Regions from separate parts of the Mus musculus genome. Here region 2 is linked to region 1. A link is a contact called in public HiChIP or PLAC-seq data. All regions are on one chromosome and are shown on one strand. The core of a region is the stretch at or near the end of the contact, and the rest is flanking DNA. Distances in the headings are between cores, read along the strand shown.

Evidence for each region. HiChIP or PLAC-seq counts read pairs in DNA pulled down with a chosen protein or histone mark.
Region 2: an H3K4me3 HiChIP or PLAC-seq map of embryonic stem cells shows a contact between it and region 1, with 47 read pairs. The contact joins the promoter of Dclk2 here to the enhancer-like site in region 1. A contact is called at or near these places in 4 of 39 promoter capture datasets (the 3T3-L1 cell line, embryonic stem cells, hippocampal neurons and 1 more), 1 of 15 datasets of contacts at CTCF or cohesin (the NIH/3T3 cell line), 15 of 484 Hi-C or Micro-C datasets (the MC38 cell line, the N1E-115 cell line, Th1 cells and 8 more), 18 of 115 datasets of contacts at active chromatin or transcription factors (double positive thymocytes, embryonic basal ganglia, embryonic fibroblasts and 10 more) and 7 of 9 other capture datasets (adipose tissue, embryonic stem cells, embryonic tail and 4 more).

What each region holds. Positions count from the first base shown.
Region 1 is chr3:86,860,197-86,865,420 of GRCm38.p6, forward strand. All of the region lies in intron 2 of Dclk2 (doublecortin-like kinase 2), which reads right to left. Among named protein-coding and RNA genes, the nearest start is that of Gm46810, 32 kb to the left of the region's middle. Within about 2 kb of position 2,950, at least 60 of the 459 cell types and tissues checked have an H3K27ac peak or open chromatin away from gene starts, as enhancers often do. A contact at or near this core is called in the N1E-115 cell line, cerebral cortex, cortical neurons and 2 more, where this site is marked.
Region 2 is chr3:86,918,126-86,923,349 of GRCm38.p6, forward strand. Dclk2 (doublecortin-like kinase 2) reads right to left here and starts at 2,759. Exons shown (of 16, transcript NM_027539.5): 1 at 1,625-2,759. The coding sequence starts at 2,045.

The DNA of each region.
Region 1 (5,224 bases), core at 1,700-4,199:
GACTGGGTCCAAAATTTGAAATAAAGTCCCTTGTGCTGCAGTCTCATATTCTAGCTGAAACTTAGGTCTAAACCCCAAGGAAATCAGGTTAGAGAGAGACAACAGCCAAACTTCCCAACAGGCCTATTTCTACAGACATGACAATGAAGTTTCCTGTGCCTTCACCTTTTTTCTTAAGTAACCTGATGTTAACTGACACATTCTTTTCCAGTTGTCTTTCTCCCTATCCCTACCCGATGAGCAGAGTAACCTGGAAATGACCGCTCCGCTCACTTTTTGTTTTTGCTCCCCTCAGTCTATTTGTATAAGCCCAGCCTCCTCTGCTGGGCTCACTGGAACGCTAACTCTGCAATCCTGCTCTATGGAGCGCAGTGTTGCCCAACTCTAGAATAAAAGAGAAAACCAAGTACAATCTAAGCTAGATGGTAGTAACCGTGTCACCTGAGCCCAAATAATTCAATGACTGTAGTGTTATAAATAACCAAAAAAAAAAAAAAAAGACAGTAATAGAAGATGAAGACATGTAGGAAGTCACGCATGTCAATATGTACATGACTGATCAAACCCGATCAGGCCTGGGAAGGAAAGTCACAGACTCTTGAGCACCTGGCAAGAAGACTCCGGACTGTCAGAGATCAATAGTGCCTCTCATCCGCCCCGAAAAGAAGCCACAAGCAAGCATCTTGCAGGTCATATTATTCCCCCTTTTCATTTAGGAGCTCTGGAAATCAACTCTAAAAAAACAACAGTTTCACAAATTTCAACCTCTCACCCCCCACTCTCCCAGCCCCTTCCAAACACGAATGGAAACACATCCCTGGACAGTGTGTGCATCTGTGCAAACTTGTAAGTGTGTATGATCTGGCTTCCTTCCTTCCTTCCCTCACAAACTGTTCATATATCTGAAAGCCAAACTGATTCCAGAAAACTTTTGCGAGTTACTCTATTGAGTTATAGAGTGTCATGCCATCTTTTATCAGTTTCATGTCTTATAAATTATCTGGTATAATCTAAAGAAGTGGGAACCATGTTAGGCCTCTGGGAACCAAAAAAAAATCTATTTTGTTCCTTTGTAATGTACATCCTAGATCTATTACCCCTGAGCAAGGAGCACAGACTTACAGCTGGCTCTGCAGGGAACACCTATGGAGTAGCTCCACGGGCTGCAGATTCACCAGAACTCATTTATTTTTCTAATTTATAGAGGCTAGCTGGAACTGCAAATAGAAAGCACATTTATTCCTGTTTTACAAGACCCCTATGGGTTAACAGATAGCCTACATCAATGCAATTCTGGGCTGATTTACACCACAAAAGGGAAACCTCCTACTTGTATTTAAACTAAGTTTTCCACACACCAACTGCCTGATTTTTTTTATCTAGATGCAATCTCCATAAAGCTCAAAGTAATCGGATGTTTTAACAAAGCCATTTTGTTCCTCTTATCTGCTTTTACTGCAAATTGTTTGAACTATCTCAGTGATATACAACACACACACACACACACACACACACACACACAAGATTGACTAATTTTTTTGAAGTCACAGTACAGAATAGATTAATGGAGAGTGGGGGTGCTGATTTTGTAGTCAGGACTCTCCACTAAGTCACAGTTGCTTCTAACAATTATCTCACTAACAAACTGAAGGTAATAAAAGGTGTTTTCTGCTTTGGTTGTTTTAAAGAACATCACTTTGTAATGTACTGTGGGCTTTGAATTGACAATTCTGCCTCTGCTTTCTAAGTGTTGGGATCCTATGTATTTTCCACTACACCTAGCCTTGACTCATATTTCTTAGGTTCTTGTTATGTATGACCAAATAACACAAATGTTCCTAATACCCTGGGGTATGTGGGACCCTTCTTTTTCCTTCTTTCAGAACAGGTCTAATGGGAACAAACTGCCTAGCTGGAGTTTTTAACAGATCACAGAAAGGACACCATTTTTGGCTCTGTCCCAACTTTCTCTGAAACACAACTCACTTATTAGGTCTTTAATACTCCCACGCCCTCGGCCATATAACATAACAAATACTCCCGTAGAACCAGAGTAAGTTATTTAACCTCCCCATTTGGGGTATTTAATTGACCTCTGACGAGACACAAGTTTACTGGTGTCCTTGGGACCTCTCATGACCCATTCAGTGCACTTTTATGTAAGCTGGGGAAGGCTCCTTTTCCCCAGTGAAGAATTCTACTGCATCACTGCACACCACAAAAGCTCTGCGCAGGAGTGCACATGACACTCCATCTCGTCACAGCTCGCACACACCGGGGCACACATGCAGAAGTGTGTCTTGCCAGCGGCCATGCCTTCTAAGTGAGGTGCCTGTGACAGGTTCCAAGGTGAGTGAGCAGTGAGAAGTATCTTAAGAGTAGGAGATGACCCCTAGGGATACACGGGAGGAAGAAGTGCCACAGACAAATATGCCTTACAGTACGTGAGTGGAGTGCGAGGTGCCTGGAGGCTGAGCTGGGGTGGAGGAGAAACTGACAGAGGAGAAGCTGCTCTCTGCAGCTCCACAACTCACCTGGGAAACCTGGCATATTTACCCCAGATGGTACAGAGGATGTAAAGAGCAGTCCCTGTGGAGGGCAGGCTGCCTCAGTGGCACAGCCCTGCTTATTTAGTTAATATCTCACTGCTCACATGGTACTCAATGTCTTCAGATCCTGGCTCTAATCTCGTTCATGTTCCCCATCAGGCTGTGTTCCTGTGGGTCCATGATGGGCAGCCTGTTTTCTGGTTGAGCTAGGTTTAAACCCTGGAGACCCAGCAGATAACTCTTCAAGGGACAGAAGGAAGTTTGCCATGCACCCAGACACGAGGCCCCAGCTCCATAATTCTGTGGCCATCAGGCAAGCAGGGCAACACCCCAAGCTGCCTGCTGTATTCTGTCTGGACTCCACCCCCACAGTTGCCTGGCAACAGCCAGGTATGCTCCTACCCAGTTGCCTGGCAACAGCCAGACAGGCCTGGCCCACTATAAAAGGGGCTGCTTGCCCCCTCCTCCTCCTCTTACTCCTGCCTTCCCGCTTGCTTCTCTCTTGCCCTATTTCTCCCCCTCTCTCTGCATTCTGTCTCCCCTCTCTCCACGTGGCCATGGCCAGCCTCTACTTCCCTACTCTCTCCCTCTCTCTGCCTTTCTACAATAAACGCCTTAAAACCATGGACTACCTCTTCTCATGGGGATCCGCTGTGCTGGAGCAATGGAGCAGGTTTCCCTCTAAAGGCTCCCCTGCGTTCCCAGGCACGGCTTCCACCAATCCACCTGCCCGAGCAAGCAAAGGACTCTCCTCCCCATGTTAACATCTCTCCTCCCTGCCCTCTTCCCCAGGGACCTCAGACTGCCCTTTCCCACCCCCGGAGCAGGGGAGGGGTGGGGGAGGGGAAGTGTACCGCAGCTTCTCACAGTCTGACACCTGCCCAGCAGCAGTGTGGGGTGCACAACCAAACTTTCCCGTGCCTGCCTCGCCTAGAGGCCCAAGCCCTGGGCCAGACATGGGACCCCATTTTAACCCACATGTTCCCACAGGTGCTCCCACATGCTGTGCTCCCACCATGCTGTGCTCCAACAGGTGCTCCTACATGCTGTGCTCCCACCATGCTGTGCTCCAACAGGTGCTCCCACATGCTGTGCTCCCACATGCTATGCTCCCACCATGCTGTGCTCCAACAGGTGCTCCCACATGCTGTGCTCCCATCACTCTCCTAAACCACCATGCAGCCTCCCTGCTTTATGCGCCTGATCTAGTTATTGTTTTGCTTATGATATGTCTACACAATCATACAATTTAACACACTCTTCAAGATAGTCCTGGCATACCACTTTATTGGTGAAACTTTTCTTAACTCCCTTTCAACAGAACTCATTCCAACGCTTTAGTAATTCTATCAACAAATAGTTATTTAACATCTCTGCTAAAGTACAATGCATAGAGTTTCAGGCTATGTATATATAGTATGTATGAAGTCAGTCAGACTAGGCTTATTCCCCACCCCAAAATATCTCATTTTAAGCAAATATTCAAAATACAAAAAAAAAATATCTGCAATATAAACACTTCTGGTCTCAAAGGGTGTGTGTAGGGTCAAAGGTCTGAGCCCACTACTAGGTTTGAAAAACCTATCAAAGCCCCATCAGTCACTAAGCATGAAATCCCACCAATCCCTGGGCTTGGCTTGAAATTTCACCAATTTCCATCCCAGAAATCTCCACCCTGGAAAACTCCTCCCCCAAGAAATCCTATATAAGCTTCTTCTTCGGGAAAACACCAAATGGTGGAGTGGGAGGGCCCGGAGGACCCAGGGGCCCAGGATTAGGAGGCCGCGGCAGATTCCGCGGAGAATTCGGCAGCGGTCTTAGGGGCCGCGGTAGAGGCCGCGGGGCTTGTGGAGGTAAAGCTGAAGACAAGGAGTGAGTGGATCCCCGTCACCAAGCTGGGCCGCCTGGTTAAGGACATGAAGATCAAGTCCTTGGAGGAGATCTACCTGTTCTCCCTGCCTATTAAGAAGTCTGAGATCATTGACTTCTTCCTGGGTGCGTCCCTAAAGGGTTAGGTTCTGAAAATCATGCCAGTGCAGAAGCAGACTCCGGCTGGCCAGCGGACCAGGTTCAAGGCTTTCGTCGCTATTGGGGACTATAATGGTCACGTTGGTCTTGGTGTTAAGTGCTCCAAGGAGGTTGCCACTGTCATCTGGGGGGCCATCATCTTGGCCAAGCTTTCCATCGTCCCTGTGCGGAGAGGCTACTGGGGGAACAAGATTGGCAAGCCCCACACTGTTCCATGCAAGGTGACTGGCCGCTATGGCTCTGTGCTGGTGCGTCTCATCCCTGCCCCCAGAGGCACTGGCATTGTCTCTGCTCCTGTGCCCAAGAAGCTCCTGATGATGGCTGGTATAGATGACTGCTACACTTCAGCCAAAGGCTGCACTGCCACCCTGGGCAACTTTGCTAAGGCCACCTTTGACGCCATCTCCAAGACTTACAGCTACCTGACCCCCAACCTCTGGAAAGAGACTGTCTTCACCAAGTCTCCTTATCAGGAATTCACTGATCATCTTGTGAAAACCCACACCAGAGTCTCTGTTCAGAGGACCCAGGCTCCAGCTGTGGCTACTATATAAGGATTTTATACAAGAAAAATGAAAGAATTAAGTCTGCTAAAAGAAAGAAAGAAAGAAAGAAAGAAAGAAAGAAAGAAAGAAAGAAAGAAATCC
Region 2 (5,224 bases), core at 1,509-4,008, 58 kb after region 1:
TTGTGAAACAGGCAAAGTTGAGCCTGTCAATGTGCGGCCACTCTGTCTGACCTGGGGTCAGAGAAAACTGGAGGCAGGAGAATCTCTCCGAATTCGAGGTCAACCTAGTCTATATAGTGAGTTCCAGGAGAGCCAGAGCTACATAGTGAGACTTGTCTCAAGAAACAAACAAAAGTAAAGTGGCCCTCTGTTGCCTTCATTTTACTGACACATCCTCTTCTTTCAGTCTTTAAGACCAAAACTCACTACCAAGGCAATGTGTGAGGTAGCCTCTTCTACAAACTTACACACAAGAAGATAACTTAATTTTAATTGGGTTGTTGTGTAGCCTGAGCATTGATAAAAGTGACAGAGAAACTCAGCCACTTTAGGGACTTGTCAGAATGGCTAACTTTTTTTTTTTTTTTCAGAAGTGAGGCCTATTAGAAAATAGTAACCCTGCTGCTTAAGTTTCCTCATCTGTGAAAGGGAGAAAATGCCTTTAGACATAAGCTCATGCTGAAATAAGAAAGCAGCTTAGTTCGGGGATCAGTTTCCACCTCTGACAAGCTCATGTGGCTATGGCTACACGGAATGTACTATCTGCATTAAGAACGATGCCTGAGAGCTAATTATATGTAAACACTCCCTCAGTACACACTGAGATATCTGCCTGATCTTTTGGGGTGTTTGGAACTAAAAATTGGGTTCTTTAACTACCAGCCACCCTTTCCTTACTAAAAGCAAAAATGAAAAATACTGCAAGAACTCTAGAATGACCAAACCTATTGGCACGAAGTCCCTCTGATTGATGCATGGTTGGTGTGCCAGGATTCCTAATTTCTAACAGGCCTTTGCTGCTGGGTCCCAAGACCCTACCATTCTTACTGTTACTCTCTTCATGGAGAAGACAGAGAGACTCACCTTGATTCACCTCGTTGCCAACCAAATGTGGAAAATCCTTTAAACAAGGTGGCTTTCCATTTTGGCTACACTGAAATCATCTGAGGAACTTTCAAAACTCTAAACGCCCAAGTCATACCCTAAACCAAGCACATCAGAATATCTAAGGGGTGGGGCCGGGTCCGATATTTTAAAAAGTGCCCAGCACGGTCCAAAGTGAAGACAGGCTGAGTGAGACTTTTTCTGTGCTGGCTTGCCTCTCTTGATCTCCAGTGCCTTGTGCCACACATGAAACCAGAAAAGCCAACCTAGAACGAGTCAGAACGAGCTAGCTGTGCACAGAAGGTACAATGGGATCCCAAACACAGGAACAGCACAGGTACTGCACTGGCCTCTACCAAAGGTTACCCAGCGCCTCACTGGAGAAACACGCTTTCAAACAGTTTGCCCTTCCAGCAAAAATAAGTTGGCTAATTTTACAGCCATCATTGTTTGTATTTGTCTCTGATCATTAGAATTTTCTTCCGTTTTTAGAAGGCCAATCTCTTGGGAAGGAGATAATGGGTGCACCCCAACCCAACACAAACGACCGAGGAGCAGACAGTTCCCGTGGCTGCCTAGAAAGCAAGCGCCCGGCAGGCTGCCCCAGCGCAGGGCGGGGAAGCGCGCTGGCCGCAGCCACTGCACCTGCCGCTGTGCACGGGGCCGCACCTGCCGCGCCGCGCCCGCCCCTCCTATTTACCTTCCAGCAGCTCGTCCAGGCTGGTGACCTTCCGGCTGCCGTCTATGGTGTAGATGGTGCGGACGCCCTGGGGCAGGTTCACATTGTCAGACAGTGAGCGGGTGAGCTCTATGAGGAGCGCATCGAAGGAACGGAAACGGTCGTTGGAGATGGCAAAGACCAGGCCTTTGAAATAGCGGTCCCCATTCCGGTAGAACCGCGCCTTCTTGGCCTTCTTCTCCGAGCTGAGGGCCTGCAAGGTCCGCGTGCGGTAGAAGCTGCAGTGAGCACTGTGCGCCGGGCTGGGGATGAGCCCGTTGCCCTTGGGGCCAGAGATGCTGCTGCCCCCGGAGGAGCTGGGAGCCCCTCTCCGTGACCCTGGCCGCGGCCTTTTGTCCCGTTCTTCAAAATGTTCCAGCTCAATGCTCCTTGTGCTGGCCATCGCGGCTGCTCGGGAGAGCTCTCCACAAATTAATTAATTAATAAAAGGACGTCCCAACCGCCCCGGCCGCAGCGCGCCGCGATCTAGGCGCTCCGTCCCGTCTTAAAGCAGCGGGACACCTGGCGCGGGCATTCGGGCCATGCTCGCAGGTGGAGCCGCTCAGCCAGCTAAAGGCGGCCGCAGCGCGCAGCAGCCCAGCTCATTGTCCCGCGCGCCCTCGGTCGCCGCCGCCAGCTGAGGAGCCCCACGCCCCCCAAGCGCCTCCTTCGCCGGGCCACGCCTCACAAGTAGCGCGCGGGCAGCAGGCCGGGAGCCGCCAAGTTGAACGACCCTAGGCTGGCCCGGGTTCGCATCCGGCCTGCGCTCTCGGGCGCGCTGAGTGGAGGAAGGAAGCGGAGGGGGGAGGGGCGCGAGCGTGGGCGAGGCGCCTCGGGGCTGCCCGGCGCGGCCTGGGGTCCCGGGTTCCCGCCGCCGCGTCGCGCGCGCCCAGGCCCAGTCCACGGCCGGTGCGCGTCCCTGGCCGGGGATCCTCTAGAGGCGCTGGGCCCCTGCGGGAAGAGTGCAGCCGCCTCCCACGCACGCACGCCCACGGGCATCCGCGCTCTCGGCCGCCTGTCAGGGCCTGGACCCCGGAGGACACCCTCTGTCCCTTCAGGGACACCACAAACCACACCGAGAGGGAGATGGTGAGGAAGAGGGCGGCGCCGCGCGAGGAGCGGCTCTACGGTCCAAGGAGGCCCCGCCCGCCCGCCGGGCTACCGGAGCTGCGCGCTCCCGGGCGTGACCGCGCTGCGCGCTCCACAAGCGCGGGGGCTAGCGCAACCGCGCTAGGCAAAAGAAAAAAAAAAAAAGCCTACAAAGGAAGGAGACTCAAGGGCAGCAAGCACATCCTTATCCTGCCTCCTGGGGAAAAACCGAGGCCAACCTAGAGCAGAAATACAAAACATAGCACTAGGTTTGGATGCAATATTAGTTTTTTATAAACGTCTGATTTATTGTTTAAATAAAAAATCCTTTAGGCAGAAAAAAAAAATCCTTCACACTTTCTACTGCAGATTCGATAACACAGTAGTTCCAGTAACTTTGAATGAATACATGACTACAAGTTATTGGTTTCATTGAATCAAGTATTTGTGGAGAGCTTGCCATTTGCCGGGCATTAATCCCATCACTGGGGATGCGCGAGCAGAGAACAGAACCTCTGTGAATTTACCCGCGCTCACGTGTTCATTCTGAGCTGCTCACAGAAGTGGACTGACAAACACCCATCATGCAAGAAAACCTCTTCTTAAGTGGATATCTGGCCCACAATAGACATGTTTCAAGAAATTTTTGAAACGTCCGTTATTTCACTTTGGTGATGAAGCTCAAAGGCATTTGGCCCCAACCTGACACATGAAATTAATGATTCGGCACCCGGTTCTTCAGCAGCCCTAAACAGCTCCAAACTGTCCTTGAAGGTAGGGCGACAAAAAACGCTTTGCTTGTGATCGACTGGAACAGCATAAAATAGGAGTGGGTAGAAACACAACCATGAGCACCGTGAAGCAAATCCTTCCTCATAGACCTAGTTGGCCAAAACATGAGAACGGATGGAGATAGAGGGGCAAAAAAAAAAAAAGTTCCATGGGCATCCAAGATGACTCAGTAGGTCAGGTGACTCATAGAACTGCCAATCATCGCCAGATCCCACGTGGTGGAAGGGAAGCATAGACTCCTGTAGTTTATCCTCTGACCCCTGCATGCATGCCATGCCAAGACAACACAGTAAATAAATCTAAAAACTTTTGTGAGGAAAAAAATTGTTCCTGAATTCTATTTCTAATGCAAATGAACTGGGAGAAGGCAGGCTTCAAGGAGGCAACTACTAATTAATCTGGGTTGCTTTATGGTTTAAAGTTTATAGAACCGTAACACGTTTTCCTCTTTCGTGCAAGTGCAGAATGTCTACAGTGAGATGTTTAGAACTGGCATGTATTTCCCTCGCTGGGATATTCCCTGCATCTCAGAAACCCTGTCTGACCTGCTAGCTGTTCACCTGTCTGGAGACTGTTTGGGTCTCTCCTGGACTGAGATCTAGTTTAAGGTGGCTTTATGAAGACAGGATGGCCACAGGCAAATAAGTCACCTTCTGGAAGCCAACCTTGACCTCTCTCTCTCTCGGCTGTGAATTACCGTTCTATAACTCCCCTTAACCCTAACATTTACTTGAATAAAAAATCGGGGGAAAATACTTCATTTCTCATCTATTGGCAATTCAAGAAGGAATTAAATCTCAAAACATTCCCTCGTTCACACATTAAAATAACCCCTTTCAGCCGGGCGTGGTGGCACACGCCTTTAATCCCAGCACTCGGGAGGCAGAGGCAGGCGGATTTCTGAGTTCGAGGCCAGCCTGGTCTACAAAGTGAGCTCCAGGACAGCCAGGGCTATACAGAGAAACCCTGTCTCGAAAAAACAAAACAAAAACAAAACAAAAATAACCCCTTTCTGCTCTGATTACACATTTTTTTAAATAGTCGTAGACTATCCAGTAAGTATAAAAACTTCACTGGCAATCTGCAGCAAGGATCTGGTAAACGCTTCTTGTAGAAAGCTCAACATGACAGAGAAATAAAGGGCTGGTGTTTGCATCCCACACTCTTCCCTCAGGCCACCCAGGCTGGCAATGCTTTTGAGACCAGACTTCGGCACTCTGCTTAGTACCTCTCCCCAGTCTACACTGCCCAGGGAAGAGAATGCAAACCTTCAAGTGGTATAATCTGTTTAAATAAAACTTCATTAAATTCTCCACTAAGTGGTTTTATATTTAAAAACAAACAAACAAAAAACTTGTCTTGACTATTTCCCGGTTTTACTTTGTTACTCTTTTTCTCAAAGGCCTTGACATGTCTTCAATTTTTTGGCCCTGAGCTTCGATCTTCAAGGCAGTTTTCCAGCCATTCCATTACTTATTACATAAAAGATGCCTACGGACCTTTTAGGCTGCAAGCACTTTGGCAATCTGCTGTCTCATGTCTTCGTTTCTGTTCACTGTGCACCAAGTGCTTCTTCTCCCAGAAGTTAGAACAATGAGGTAACAGTTTCTAGTGGGGGGCCCTGAGAACTGTAGACTTGAGCTTTTTGAAACGAAGCACATTTTTTTTATTTCATAAGCTTTAATGATTATAAATCCCAGT